Regions from separate parts of the Mus musculus genome. Here all the other regions are linked to region 3. The links are chromatin contacts, called in public Hi-C, HiChIP or PLAC-seq and promoter capture Hi-C maps. All regions are on one chromosome and are shown on one strand. Each heading gives the region's core, a stretch centred on a gene start, on an enhancer-like site or on the middle of the called end of the contact. The rest is flanking DNA. Distances are from core to core; before and after follow the strand shown.

Region 1 (2,700 bases), core at 92-2,591, 320 kb after region 3:
TATTCTGCCATGTGTTAAGGTTCCTGTTTTCCCCTTCTTTAATTTATACATGCATTTCTATAAGTAATTAACATTTCCTCGTCACCAAACTCCCAACTGAGGATGCTGTATTTGGAATTATGTATCATTGTTTGTAGTCAATAGAATTCTCATCTCAAAGATCTATCTATACAAAAAAAAAAAAATCAAGGGCAAAGCAAGGTTAATCTCACCTTGGGCATTTAACTCTGGCTGTAACTATTCGCAACTATACAAGAGTGACCCCAGTTCCTCTCAACCTTACGAGGAAGCCAGGAAAGTCACTGTCAGATTTTTTTAAACATGATTTGTTCCCCTCCACATCTACTAATTAATTCCTTTTCTAAACGTTTTTTTCCCTTAGTGCTTACTTACATCTTCTAGAATAATCTAGACATCTCTCAAAATGAATAAACAAAGATGTTTTTATTAATAAAATGATTGCTGATGTATATTCTTGGTTAACGTTTGAGAAAAATGTCAATTAAGGGAAATTATCATTTATTGAGTGCTTCACTGTTCTTCCTTTAGTAACTGAATAGGAATTATTACCAGGTGCCTATGGGAGGACTTTCGAGGCTCAGAGCCTAGAAAAAACCAGGTCACTAACTTAGAAGTCAAGGTCAGGATTTTAACACATGGTAGATCCACCACACTTCTGGCTTTTCCTTTCCTCTTGCCCTTCAGCTAAAGGAAAATCTCAAACAAATTCTCCAATCATTACTGAAAAACTGGAGCTAGACAAAAATCTCTCCAAGCCAAACATATTATCTGTTTCTTTTTTTTCTACATAGACTCTAGGTAGGCTGGTGAAGGTTCTTGCTAAATAGTGTTTGTAATTATGTGGATAAAAATAGATGTGACAAAGGAAACACAGTACTTTAAAGTATAATTAAATACCTTAGATTGGAAGGAAATATTAAATCGCATGTAGACAATATGGGAAACAGAGATATTTTACTTCTCACCACCAAGGTCCCTAAACCACAGGCCCCTGGGCAGCTGAACTCTAGGACCAAGAACCTCTTCAGGACTTCTGCCCAGGAGATCAAAGCCCCTTTCCCTTCTTTCCCCAGAGCAACATGTTTGTTCATTTGCTTTAATGGGATGAGGTGAGTGGCTTACCTTCCAAGGTCTCACACTGCACTAGGTTGACATAGTCCTGCTGAGTTAGGAGGCTGGCTTTGCATCCTCGAACCAGGCCCTCCAGGTAGCCATGGTCCACATTGAAGTACAGCTCTGCAGTCTCAAGCATACTGCTCAGGCTGAAGTGGCTCCGAGTCCTGGATAGCAACTGAACACTGGCCCTGGTCCGGGAAAGTGTGGGTGTTGTGGTCGCTCAGCTGATAGTCAGGGTGCTTCTGACTAGTTTGCTCCAGTTTCAGAGGCAGTCAACACAGTGCCTGGGTCTTGTTTTTACAACAACAGTGAGTCAGTCCAATGGTTTGAGTGCACTGGAGAGAATTTGCTGTCAGGAGGAGAGGTGAGAGGAGGGGTCCTGGCATCTCTTCCCTTGCACAGTCCAAGGTCATGCCCAGTTTTGCCAGTGACACCAGGTTGTTGTAAATATACCTTTTCCACATTAGTACATTAATTATAAATTATATTTATTTCATTCTGGGGGCACTGTTAATATGAACAAATGTTTCTTAGTTTTTGAGACAGAGGGTTTTTTTTCTGTTTGGGAGCAGCCTTGGCTGTCTGGAAACTCACTTTATGAACCAGGCTGGCCTGGAACTCTCAGAAATCCACCTGCCTCAGCCTTCAAATGGTGGAATTAAAGGCATGAGCCACATTGGCCAGCCTAAAACTTTCCTTTTTAAAATACTGAAAAATGCTGGGTGTGATGGTTCACGCCTTTAACACATAGCCATTGAGAGAAGATACTCGGAAGACTTGCCATGAGTTTGAGGACAGCTTTGGTTACAGAGTGAAACTCCTGTATCAAAAAGTAAAATAATCAGGAAGCATTAAAAAAGAAAACAGCAACTACAAATATTTCTAAAAGAGGAGATAATTTTGTAATATAGTGTATTTCTGTTAAACAAATTAGCAATGTCTTGACATTGCCAAGGGCTGCCAGCTATCTCTTAAACAGTCTATACTCGGAGCCTCTACCTTTGTGCATTTCGGCGGATGATTATGCTCTCTTTATTCTCCTTTTTGCCTGTGGTTACTTTGAGACAGATGCTATGACTCCCCACGTCACAGATAAGAAGTCAGAGTTCCAAAGCTGTGAGGCAGCTCAGAAGGCACAGCTGGCAGCGCTGCAGATGTTAATGCAGTGGGCACTTAACTGCTGAGTTTTATACTCCAAAAAGGTTGCTGTTCTTCCCATAAACTTAGCTCACAGACTATCAGATGTCTTCCGCATGACTTTCTGGGGCAGGATTTCCTATGTGTTCTGTCAAGTGATCACATAGAGTTAAGGCGTCAGAGCTTCTCTGGGCTCCCTCAGTATTTCCAAACTGACAAGGAGTAGAAAAGTTCCAATCTGTGTAAATTCTCCTGTAGTTGTTTTGTTTAAAAAAACAAACAAACAAACAAAAAACCAAAACAGAGAATCAAACTCTTAGCTTTGCTCAGCGCCTATATCTGAATATCTGTAATTGACCAGAGACCAAGGTTCTTATTGTATTGCCACAGTCAGCTCTCCTACAGTTCCGCCATCTGTAAACATCC
Region 2 (2,700 bases), core at 153-2,652, 280 kb after region 3:
CCTATTTATTTGTTTTATGTAATTAAACTTTATATTTTATGCCATCTGTATCTTCATGATTTGGATTTTTTTTTAAATGACCTGCCACCTCTGATTCTTTAGCTAAGAATCATGTGTCTTGGGGTGATTTGTCTTCCTTGCAAGGCCGGATTCCTTAGAATCCTTAAGTAGGTTAATGTGTACTTATGACCTGTGCCGAACACTGTGAGGTCACTGAGCTCCTATTCCATCAATCCAGTTTCCTGTAATCATGCTATCTTCCTTAAGATTTCATTCCTATTCTTTTGTTCCTCGTGTTTCTGATTTCTCTCAGTTTTCCTCATATCCACATAAATTATTCCATCTTCCTCTTTTTTATAAAAAATTATGATATATATATGATGTATACTATATATAATATGTGTATATATGTGGTATATATACTATATATATCATATATTTACATAAATATATACATATATTTATAACCCACTGTGTCCAAATTGTAGCCCTATATACAAATGGGTATGGGGCAATCCACTGGGACATGGGGAACCTACCAATGGCCACATTACACTCTTATAGAAAAATAACTTTCCTCCAGCAGCCACATCAACTGCCAATAGTTCCTCAGCTAGAGGTTGGGCCTCAGGTCCTCTTCTTTACTCTATCCTGGCATTTAAAACTGAGATGATCTTATGCAGGTCTGTCCAGGTAACCACAACTGACATAAGTTCACGTGTGTCCAGACAAAAGCATTTCACAGGCTCTGCCCCACCCTCTGGCTCTTAGAACTTTCTTCCCAGGCCCCTTTCTACTCCCTCAAGAGCCCCACCTTTTATGCTAGGTATTGGCCTTTGGACTCAGGAATTCTTCTTGGCATCGTTGAAATATTTTGTACTTGTCATTTTGAAGTCTGTCCCTGTATTTTTCCACTTCCTACTCTTAACTCTTGGAAGGACTTTGTTTTTTTTTATTCATTGCTCACTTCTGGACTCAATGCCTGTCGCAGAGGAGTATTCTAACTATCTACTGAATCTAGCAGAAGAGTCTTCTTGGTTTCATCACTTTTGAATTGTATACAATATTTACTACAGTGATGCTACTCGAAGTCATGGCTCAGTAGCTTTGATGTCAATGGGAATAATGCAGACTCTCAAGCCATAGTTTAAGGTTAAACCCTTAGAATCACACTCTGCCCCTTAACAAGACCGCATGGCTGTTCACCAGTAAAAGAAAGCTGGAGAGACTGGCTCTGTGCTCTCCTTCATTGCTTTCCTCACTTACTAGCTAGTGACAAAGCCAGGCTTGCCGCAGCTCTAATGGAAGGTTTCTGTTAGAACAGGTGTTTCTTATCATCAGGGGGTGAGTGCTCCCACTGGTCCTTTTGATTAGCCTCCTGGAAGTTATGGGTGGGTCAGAAGCAGGGTAGCCTTATTTGGAAGCAAACGCAGTTACAATCTGGCTCCTGCCTATATCCAGTCTTGTAAATCATTTTAAACCTTCCAGGGATAAGAAGAGAAGAAATGAAAGAGGGATTGTTCACTACAAAAAAAAAATCCTTGAAATAAACATGTGGGTAGCCATCCCAGATACTCTTTCTAGTTGTAAGATGTTCGAATTTTAAGGAGGGGAATTGGACAGACTAAGCAGTGTTGCCGGCATCAAGACAGCAGAGGCCCCACCAGAGGATACTGCTGCTCAAGGGAGCACGGGGCATGTGGAGGATATTCACAACTTAAACTTAAGGATAAGTAAGCCCCTGGAAAACTAAATAAACAGGTAGATGGGAAGAATCAGGTTAAGAAAAGACTTTGACCATATTATCTAAATGGTTCGTCCATTTCCTTTGCTTTGCCTTTGTTATTAGTTTATTTCTTAGCTTGTAAGCACATGTTCCATTCCATAGCCCTACATGCTGAAATACTGCCTGCGCTGAAGAGGAAGGGCTGTTCCCATAAAGAGCCTTTTTTTTTTTCTTTTTCATAACTCATGCTTCTATTTCCTGCCTATTTGGTTGTTTTCTTTTGAATTCTTTTTATACTCTAATGTTCTTTTTTTTCGTTGAGTTTAAAAGCTCTTGGCATGAATGTGGAGCCTCATAGGGAAAATGACTATAATTGAAAAAGTTTAAAAACATGTTCTTTGATCATCCCTAAGCACAGCCTGACACAGCTTCAGATTACAGGACACTCTCCTCTTTCTCCTCTCTCTTTATATTCTCTTCTCTCCCTCATTTTCTCCCCCTCCTCTGCAGGGCTGGGTTTTAAACCTGGAGATTTGTGCCTTCTTGATAAGCACTCTGCGTTTGAACTGCATCCCCAGTTCCTTAATGCTTTTGAGTACTCCCATCAACTGGCATTCAAGACCATATATATGGAATATTATAAGTCTTTGTGCTCTGTAGCTGCAGAAGAAATACAAAAAGGCCAACTATGTGATCTTCAGTACATGTAAAACTGACTACTCCCATCTGAGCATAGTTTTAGAAAAGTTGTAGTTGTCTGTCACGTGGAGCTGATATTTCTATGTAAATGTATAAAGATAGTTCTATGCATTTGTATTCTTGGAGTAGGAAAGAAGAACACTAGGTATCTAGTAGTTCAAATTTTTCTACTGATAACCATTTTTTCCAAAACACTATTGAGAATTGCAAAGGCATACTTCTTACATATCCTTATTGTTATAGGTTATACAATAGAATATTGATCATGAATTAAT
Region 3 (2,700 bases), core at 158-2,657:
ATAACACTGTTGCTTTCCTGTCCTACATATTTCTGGAACCTTTATAAAAAAAATACTGACACTGGGGTTATAACTTGATGGCACAGTGCTTTGGTGACATGCACAAGGCCCTCAGGTCAGTCCCAAGGAAAGAAACATAATAAGAGACATGTCTTTGACTACTTGTACCATAAAAGCCACTCCAAATACCTTTGAGTTTTTAAAATCTTTTTTTAATAGTTGTCAATATATAGCTCAAGCTGGCCCCAAAGTATTGATCCTCCTGCCTCAGCATCCAAACACTGGAATTATAGGCATGTGACACATGCACAATTTCTTATAACAGAAATCTAAGACACATTCTTTATTAATCTGAGGTCCTATATACATAAACTTAAACAATTTAGTGATAACTTTAAAGAACTATGGTTTAATGTTAAATATGTAACTCATAAAGTTTTGTTCACTGTTTCCTTTTATTGATATTTTCCCTGATCAAACTAATTTATATATCATGATATGAAGTCATCTCAAGGGGGTTTAAAACTGTAATTCAGAAGTAAAATTGGACCTTAGGACATTTAAGGGTTGGCAGTCCCGAGTAAAGCTGCTAACACTGGGGTTGTTCCTTTGCTCCTAGAGTCATGTCCTTGGTGGTTCACTCACATCTGATTTATTTATGAGCAGTCACTTTTCCTAAGTTAAAGATTGCCCTAGTTCTAGTCCAAAGCCCCTCCCATAGCCTGTCATCCACACCTCCCCTAGCAGCCTCCTTATTCTCGTGTGTGTGTGTGTGTGTGTGTGTGTGTGTGTGAACCTGTACATGTGGATAAGGTGGGACGTTTTCCCCCTTTTGGCTCGTGATTATATTTGTATTGCTTACATACAGTACTTGGACGACTTCCTAGATGAAGAAGTGGATACTTAAATCAGTGTACTTAACCATAAAATGCTTAACGAAATTAAAGGACTTTGAGTTTTAAGCAAAAATTGTATCCAGGAAAAAGTAGGCTTTATTCTTTTTTAAACTCATGTGCCAGGCATGTGTTCTATTACTAAGTGCCATTCCTAGCCTCAGAAAGCATGCTTGGCATACAGAAAGACCAAGATTACCAGGAGGAAACTATGTGAAGAGTCAGGGGAATGAGAGCTGAGTGTGATGGTGTGTGTTTGTGGTTATCAGCACTCAGGAGGCCGAGACACTATGCCATTGAGTTTAGTAAGTTCCTGGCTCATTTGGAGTACACTACAGAATTCTGTCTCAAGAAAAAATTAGGATTATTTTGAACTTTATTCATGTTTCTTCAAATTATTTAACATATAATTGTACATATTTTTGGAGCACTGGCACTCCAGTATATTCATACAAGATGTAAACCAAATCGAAGCAGTCAGCTCTGACTCAGGCATTCATCTCTGTCTTGGGAAAGGCTGAAGTCTACATACAAGTGTTGAGTAAGCTGTCCTAGTTCCCTACTGTGCTGGATTCTGTGGTTCCCTTATCCGGCCTTTGTCTCTTCCTCCTCTTCCCAGCTTCTAATAACACTGTCTACTCTCAATTTCCTGGGCTTTGTTTGCACTTTTCTTTCAACCAAGAATATTCTCAGCTTTTCCTGTTCAAACTCCCGTTCATCCTCCAAGATTCGTAACTCTTACTTCGTTGTTTTCTTATGTGGCTTCTTATAGCAATGTTAAGTTTATACTTGGTAAACCATTTAGTTGTGTTCATGTTTTCCTCTGTGCCTAAGTATAGGAGACATTTAGCAAATGAAGATAAATCATGTTAACCATGATTTCATTCATGCACTAACTCAATGAACAGATGTTATTTTCCCTACACTGTTCTAGGCAATTGGAATGTAATAATGATGGGTGGTTTAAAAAGAAAATAGTTCTTATATAGCCCATGTTCTATCAGCATGAAGATACTTTAAAGTGAGATCTTGGTATAATGATGTGCACAGTCCATATGTACATTCAATACATCACAATTACTTTAGGGATTTTTTTGAGATAAAAACATTTGAACAAAAAAAGAACTATATTAGCCTAATCAATGTTTAATCACACAATTTTTATTAGAATTCAGACCAAAATATTAAAACTATAAAAATAAAGACACTTATTTCTCTGGAGCTGATTTTGTTTGCCCTTTTTATGTACAGTGGATCCAAACTTCTACAGCAAAAACTTGCTGCTTTTAGGAAAGACATACTTGAAGCTAAACAACAAAAAGCTTGCTGCGTTCTGGTTGGTAAAAGCCAAGGGTTATCCAGCACACACAGAAGAAGATAAACAGGTAAAATATCTATAATAAAGTAAGGCAGATAGGCTTTCTTTCAGGCATTAGTAAATGAATGAACTGAGAACATCCTTAAAAGAGAAACTGTTTAAATGCATAGTGTTGTGGAAAGCTCATCCAAGTGCTCATTTCTATATTCACCTTTACACTTTACCATGAGTGCTCCTTAGTGACTATCATCAAATGCCAGCTGGAAGCTGCTTGCTGCAGTGTAGAACTGATGTACATTTACAGTGTATATCTCATCAGAGGTTGTTTCTAAAACATAAAACGCAGCTTGGTGATAGGTGCTTACGAACATGCACAAGGACCTGGTTCAATTTCTGACACTGCAGGGGAGTAAGATTGGGGACAGGGTGTGGAGGGTTAAGGAAATGAACTAGAGTTCTCTTAGAATCAAGCTCATCTAGTCATCGCTA
Region 4 (2,700 bases), core at 47-2,546, 440 kb after region 3:
TCTTATGAAAACATCTGACCATCAAAGTTATGAATGGATACACATATAATTTATATTTTCATACCAAAGTCTAGTATTTCCCCTTTCCCCTTTGTATCTTTTCTCTATCTGGATTTTATTTTTGTGAATAATAGCAGATAATTTTCCTCCTTTGTGGATAGATGCTGCTCCAGAGGCATGGATGCATATTTGCAATAGATCCTTATCAACTCAGGCTCAATCCTGCTTTGCATTTTCTCAATATCTTTCGACACTCCAGTCTACAATAGTCTTGCTAAACTAAACAATGTATTGCATTTCTTGATGAATGCCAGAACCTTGTCACTAGTTTTCCACAAGTCACATTGTATGTTTTTCCCCCTAAATTGTATACCTCTTACACAAATAACACCATTCAAAATACCGTTTCATCTTCAACAGATTTTCTATTTTAACCTGGAGTTTAGTTGAACCTTGATAGGAAGAAACTTACCTTGTGCTGCTGGCTATGAGTGCATGCATTTGAACATTCAAAATATATTAGTCAACCTGAGTTTTTAACTGCTTAGCTTTGCTCTTATCATTTTATAAGATACTAGTGGTTTTCTGGGGTTGCTGGTAACAGCGAAGTTAATCAAGCACTTTGTATCGAGTGTGGCCTGGTATTGTTTTTTGGGGGGCTAGGTGGCAAGAATCAGCCCCTTCCCTTGACAGGGTTCTAAAGGAAAGGGAGACACAAGTACTCTAAGTACTCTGTGCTTTTTACTTCCTCCAGACATCCTTGTGCCCAAATAAATATGTTATCAGTGGTTTTTCGGAAGTGAACCCCTGTCCTAACATCGAATGCTGTCAGGATATCAAAGCCAGAAAACCTATGCGTTTATGCAGCATAGTTCTCTGGTAACTTCTAGAACCTTGCGGGCCTTGCTGCTTGGTTACCGCACAGAGCCAGGTGGGACCCGAGCTCGCCATCAGGTCCCGGGGTGGTCGTATCCACTTGGTGTAGGTGACCTCGCCAGGCCACATAAGAGTTCACAGGGAGCATTCAGAGGTCTCCACAGCTGCCTTCGCGCGCGTGCCACTCGCTGGGCCGCGGGATGCGAGTTGCAGGTCGCGCGTTGGGCGATGGACAAGCTTGGAGCACGCTCCCAGAGCCTTCTGTCCCCGGCCCGCCCCCGGCCCGCCTCGGCCCGCCCCCGGCCCGCCTCGGCCCGCCCCCCGGCCCGCCCCCCGGCCCCGCCCCCGCCCGGCCCGCCCAGCTCCGCACCGCAAGCACCCGGACTGCACTTCCCAGAGGCCTGAGCGGCGCGGCCTTGCGCGCCCTCGAGCTTGGCACCGCCCAGGCCGCGAGACCGCGCCCCAACCTGGCCGCCGGGCGCGCGCCTGGCTGAAGAACCTTTTTAAGTGGGGGCGGAGGCCGGATTGCGATTGCGATCGCGATGGCGAACCTGGGCTACCTGCTGTGCTTGTTGGGTTTGCTACTATGCGGGCTTTCAAGTCCCGGGATGTCCAGACCCTACAACCATGGCTCCGAGAGGCCCATCATCGGTAAGGAGGCTTGGGGCAGGTGTTGCGGACCGGTAGTCTGCGAGGCGCTCTGTTTCTCAGCGGTGCAGACCCCGCGGCGCGCTTCTCATCAATGGGACCTTATGCTGATGTCCTTCTAGAGACCTCTGCATCTGGAGGATCGGGATCCCAATGAAGGCTCAGCTCTTCGCTACTACTTGGCACCCAAAGCAGCTAGAGGCGGTCCCGTAACTTTTAGGAACCACAGTTGAGGCAAACCCAGGATTTGAGGTTTCCGTGCGGGAAAAGAATTTTAAGGACAGTCAGTGTGAACCAAGCTAGGATGTATCAGAAGTAGGAAGAGAAGAGCTCAAGTTAAGAAGGAAGCAGAGGAGAAATCGTGCTGTGGGTTTCTCAGAGAAGACTCCACCTCGGCTGACCTAGTGCTCAATTTCGTAGTTCAAGAAGTTTCCAGAGGATCTCACTCTTTATTCCTGTTCTCGTAGTCCATAATGATAATTAAGATTATAGGACGGCTGCAGAGGTGCCTTGAATAAGATAAGAGCAAGGAGCTACTAGTGTTGCACAAGGGGTTAGTATGTGTCTTTTACTGTACATGAAGTTTCCAGTGAAATATCAGAGGAAATAACAGAGAAGGGAGAAAGACCTTAAAAATGTTAGTTTACTCTTGAGTGTTAACTGGTGAGAGGATTTAGTCAGATTTCAGGGTGATGGGTGCTTTTCCTGACCTGTGTTTCCACCATTTTCCCTGCCTTTCCAATCCCAGAAATTCTGCACACAGGTAAAACTTACGTTTCTTTGCTCCAGGACATACATGAAGATACAACACACACACACACACACACACACACACACACACATACACACACACATGAAATAGGTAAGAAACTAAAGTGTGTCCTGGACTTGGACTTTGCCATTTTTAGCATCAAGTATCAACATCGACTTTGAGGATTTGAATATTCATTTTATCTCAGCCAAATCGTGACATTGTTTCTGTCTGGCATATTTATGTTTCAATCAGGGTAAAACTGGTTTGCATTCATGTCAGACATTTGATAGCATCCAAGGAGAAATCAGCCTGTAGTTAAAGTTGACAAAAGAAATTTATAGGTAGACAAATGTAGGAATTTGACATTTATCTTATTTTTTTCTTCCTTGAAGTTGAACACTAAAGAGAAACTAGAAACTTGT
Region 5 (2,700 bases), core at 88-2,587, 350 kb after region 3:
TGGGAAAGGCAGAGTGGGAAAATCAGAGAGAGAAATAATGAGCCAAGACACAGTTCTCTGATCAAGGCCCAATGTTTACTTATGAGTCTTAGCATATAAGGGCCAGGGGCATCTCTCCCTATGCCAGGATCTCATGGTCACTTTGTCAGAATCTGTCAGAAAAACAGGCTCAGCCTCTCAGCAGGTAGTGGCATCTTGGAGGAAACTGTATTTGTGTCAGGACAATAGACTTTACCTAGGTTGGAAGTCTCCACCCTAGGTGGGCTAGCAACTGTGGCAAACCAGGTCTGAGACAGCCTGCTCAAGGCTGAGGCAAGGGCACAATTCCTCCCTTTTTATTTATTAAAAATTAGCTGGACTGGGGCATAAAATTTATTTATGCTCCATGGTCCTGCCTGCGAATTATGGTGACTGGTGACTGTGCTTGGCTTCAGTCTGAATGTCTATACTCCTTCTGACCTGTCCCTAGGTGGGCTAACAACTGTGGCAAACCAGGTCTGAGCCTGCCTGCTTAAGACTGGGAGAGAGGGCACAGCTCTTAAATTCACAGTGGCATTTCTAGAAATTACTCCTACATATTATTGCCAAATGTGCAAAAGTCTATAAAACATCATTACTTATGTAACAGAAATCACAAATTAATAGATTTAATAATAAATTAATATATTTCAAAAATGCTACATCCAGGAATTGGAAATATATGCAGATATTATAATGATAGAATAAATATGTATGTTAGAGTGTATGATAGTTCATTGTTTTAAATTAAAGAAAGAAGATGTAGAAGGGTCCTGCATTATGACATCCTCAGTGTGACAAACATGTCCTCAGAAACTTGATCTGACTAAAAAATACAGTGATTGCTTCTAGAGAAAAGCAGGATATTTGGGCTAAGAGGGAAAGGTTTACTTTCATTTTACAATTAGTTTGGAAAATGTTTAATTGATATATTTGCTCTAAATATACAGGAAAAAAAGGAAATGCACCTAAGAAGTAAGACTGGAAGAAAGGAAGAGGTTGCAATGCGGAACACATCCAGGATCCTAACGGACAGGACTCATCTGCACTAGAGGTTCCCAGGGTGCAAAGAGCAGGCAAGTTTGTAATGCTAAGATGTTCTAATTTCTTCAATCAATTAAAAAATGATGGTGTGTGTGTGTGTGTGTGTGTGTGTGTGTGTGTGTGTGTGTGTGTGTGTATGAAGGTATCATTTCTCCAGTGGTTTTTGTTGTTGTTGCTGCTGTAGTTCTTTTGTTTTTTGAGACAGGTTCTCCCCTGACTTGGTACTTACCAATTAGTCTGGACTGTTTACTGACTGAGCAGCCTCGGGGACTCTGCCTGTCTCGAGCTCTTCTGTGGTGAAATTGCAAGCATGTGTTACCATAACTTCTTCTTGTGTGGGTTCTTGTGTTCAAAGTCAGGACTTTATGGTTGCAGGGCAGGGACATTATCAAGCTTCTGAAAAAGTTTTAAAAATAAAAACATCGAACCTGTACCTGTAACCTGTCACACCCGCTCTTGGGAATTGGAGTCAGGGTCAAAATGTTGACCCAAGTCTGAGGTACATAGCAAGGCTGTGTCTCAAGCAGACACAGCAACCACAGAGAATAATCATGTGCTTCTTACCCTAGCATTTCCTAAACACTGTGCTAGGAAACTGCCAAAGCTAAGACGTGAAAGACATTACCCAAGATCACCATGAGGCACACAGAAGATCTAGAATCAGGAATTTGGGATTCAGTCATTGACTTCTGTGTGAATCCAAGAAGTAAGAATGCAAACCAAAGCCCGGGGGATGGGGGTTCCTTCCCATGCATAAGATATGTAAGTATGAAAATGTTTTCATGTGATGAATATAAACAAAGAAAAATTTAAGAACATAAATTAAGAAATAATGAGAAAAGTAGGCTTTGAATGCTTATAATTTATGTGCAAACACAAAGAAAAAATAGGGTACAATTTTATGCAAAGTTGTACTGTAAATATTACTCATCTCCACAGAGAATCAACTCCCCCTTTCTTTGTAATTTACTGACCTGCATTTATCACACTGCCAGCAACATAAGCTTGCCAGCTAAGCTCCTCCAGCCCAAAAGCAGGACTCTGTCATGGTGTCCTATCACCAGAGGATACTCCATGCAGTTAGAGGATCTTGAAGAACTATATTATAATTTATGCCAAATGTCATATGTCAGTCCCAGAAAATTTGTATTTAGAGAGACTGTTGTGGACAAAGGGATCAGGAGAAATGTGTTCAAGACAAAATGGGTCAGGACCATAATAAGAGGGATACAGGCCATCATGTCTCTGCAGAGGGCTTGGCACTGAGTCAGAAGGTCTCTCAGTTCCATGGTACAAGGGAGCTCATCAGAGTCTAGAGGGTCAAAGCTGAGAACACTAGGCAGAGGCAGTGGGCATCTGCAGTGCGACAGTGTTTGCAGAACATTGCACATATGAGCTCATAGCAGCTATGTCTAATGCGTGCCTTTCCCCTCCACAAGGACTCATGCCGTTGTATGTGCACGTGAGTGTGTGCCTGTGTGTGCGTGTGCATGTGTGTGTGTGCATGCATGTTCACAGGTGCTGACAGAAGCCAGAGGAATGAACAGAATCCTCTGTAGTGGGAATTTCGGTGCTATGAGCCACCTACTGCGGATACTGGGATCTGAGTTCCACTCTTCATAATTGGACAGCAGCAAG

What was found. Promoter capture Hi-C pulls out the DNA fragments that hold promoters and counts their contacts. A called contact is a pair of places that touch in the nucleus more often than the background predicts. HiChIP or PLAC-seq counts read pairs in DNA pulled down with a chosen protein or histone mark.
Region 1: an H3K4me3 HiChIP or PLAC-seq map of bone marrow-derived macrophages shows a contact between it and region 3, with 2.7 times the contacts expected there. The contact joins the promoter of Atp6v0d2 here to the enhancer-like site in region 3. A contact is called at or near these places in 13 of 39 promoter capture datasets (the C10 cell line, the HPC-7 cell line, cranial neural crest and 10 more), 2 of 484 Hi-C or Micro-C datasets (bone marrow-derived macrophages and embryonic stem cells), 2 of 115 datasets of contacts at active chromatin or transcription factors (bone marrow-derived macrophages and embryonic stem cells) and 4 of 9 other capture datasets (adipose tissue, embryonic stem cells, liver and 1 more).
Region 2: a contact with region 3 is called in a promoter capture Hi-C map of the C10 cell line. The contact joins two enhancer-like sites. A contact is called at or near these places in 8 of 39 promoter capture datasets (the C10 cell line, the HPC-7 cell line, cranial neural crest and 5 more), 3 of 484 Hi-C or Micro-C datasets (B cells, embryonic stem cells and nephron progenitors) and 2 of 9 other capture datasets (adipose tissue and embryonic stem cells).
Region 4: an H3K4me3 HiChIP or PLAC-seq map of bone marrow-derived macrophages shows a contact between it and region 3, with 5 times the contacts expected there. The contact joins the promoter of Ggh here to the enhancer-like site in region 3. A contact is called at or near these places in 3 of 39 promoter capture datasets (the 3T3-L1 cell line, hippocampal neurons and pre-B cells), 2 of 484 Hi-C or Micro-C datasets (adipose-derived mesenchymal stem cells and embryonic stem cells), 2 of 115 datasets of contacts at active chromatin or transcription factors (both in bone marrow-derived macrophages) and 2 of 9 other capture datasets (liver and macrophages).
Region 5: a contact with region 3 is called in a Hi-C map of bone marrow-derived macrophages, with 31 read pairs. The contact joins two enhancer-like sites. A contact is called at or near these places in 11 of 39 promoter capture datasets (the C10 cell line, the HPC-7 cell line, cranial neural crest and 8 more), 14 of 484 Hi-C or Micro-C datasets (3T3-L1-derived adipocytes, the C10 cell line, CD8 T cells and 8 more), 3 of 115 datasets of contacts at active chromatin or transcription factors (all in embryonic stem cells) and 3 of 9 other capture datasets (adipose tissue, liver and pancreatic islet).

Annotation. Positions count from the first base shown.
Region 1 is chr4:19,921,225-19,923,924 of GRCm38.p6, forward strand. It overlaps Atp6v0d2 (ATPase, H+ transporting, lysosomal V0 subunit D2), which reads right to left and starts at 1,342. Exons shown (of 8, transcript NM_175406.3): 1 at 1,144-1,342. The coding sequence starts at 1,273.
Region 2 is chr4:19,882,374-19,885,073 of GRCm38.p6, forward strand. All of the region lies in intron 5 of Atp6v0d2 (ATPase, H+ transporting, lysosomal V0 subunit D2), which reads right to left. Among named protein-coding and RNA genes, the nearest start is that of Atp6v0d2, 39 kb to the right of the region's middle. Within about 2 kb of position 1,403, at least 13 of the 459 cell types and tissues checked have an H3K27ac peak or open chromatin away from gene starts, as enhancers often do.
Region 3 is chr4:19,603,259-19,605,958 of GRCm38.p6, forward strand. It overlaps Rmdn1 (regulator of microtubule dynamics 1), which reads left to right. Exons shown (of 10, transcript NM_025476.6): 9 at 2,145-2,278. Among named protein-coding and RNA genes, the nearest start is that of Gm52724, 9.5 kb to the left of the region's middle. Within about 2 kb of position 1,408, at least 12 of the 459 cell types and tissues checked have an H3K27ac peak or open chromatin away from gene starts, as enhancers often do. A contact at or near this core is called in bone marrow-derived macrophages, where this site is marked.
Region 4 is chr4:20,040,756-20,043,455 of GRCm38.p6, forward strand. Ggh (gamma-glutamyl hydrolase) reads left to right here and starts at 1,297. Exons shown (of 9, transcript NM_010281.2): 1 at 1,297-1,527. The coding sequence starts at 1,419. It overlaps 4930598A11Rik (a long non-coding RNA gene), which reads right to left and starts at 1,149. Exons shown (of 2, transcript XR_881147.2): 1 at 473-1,149.
Region 5 is chr4:19,949,129-19,951,828 of GRCm38.p6, forward strand. No RefSeq gene overlaps it. Among named protein-coding and RNA genes, the nearest start is that of Atp6v0d2, 28 kb to the left of the region's middle. Within about 2 kb of position 1,338, at least 9 of the 459 cell types and tissues checked have an H3K27ac peak or open chromatin away from gene starts, as enhancers often do. A contact at or near this core is called in bone marrow-derived macrophages, where this site is marked.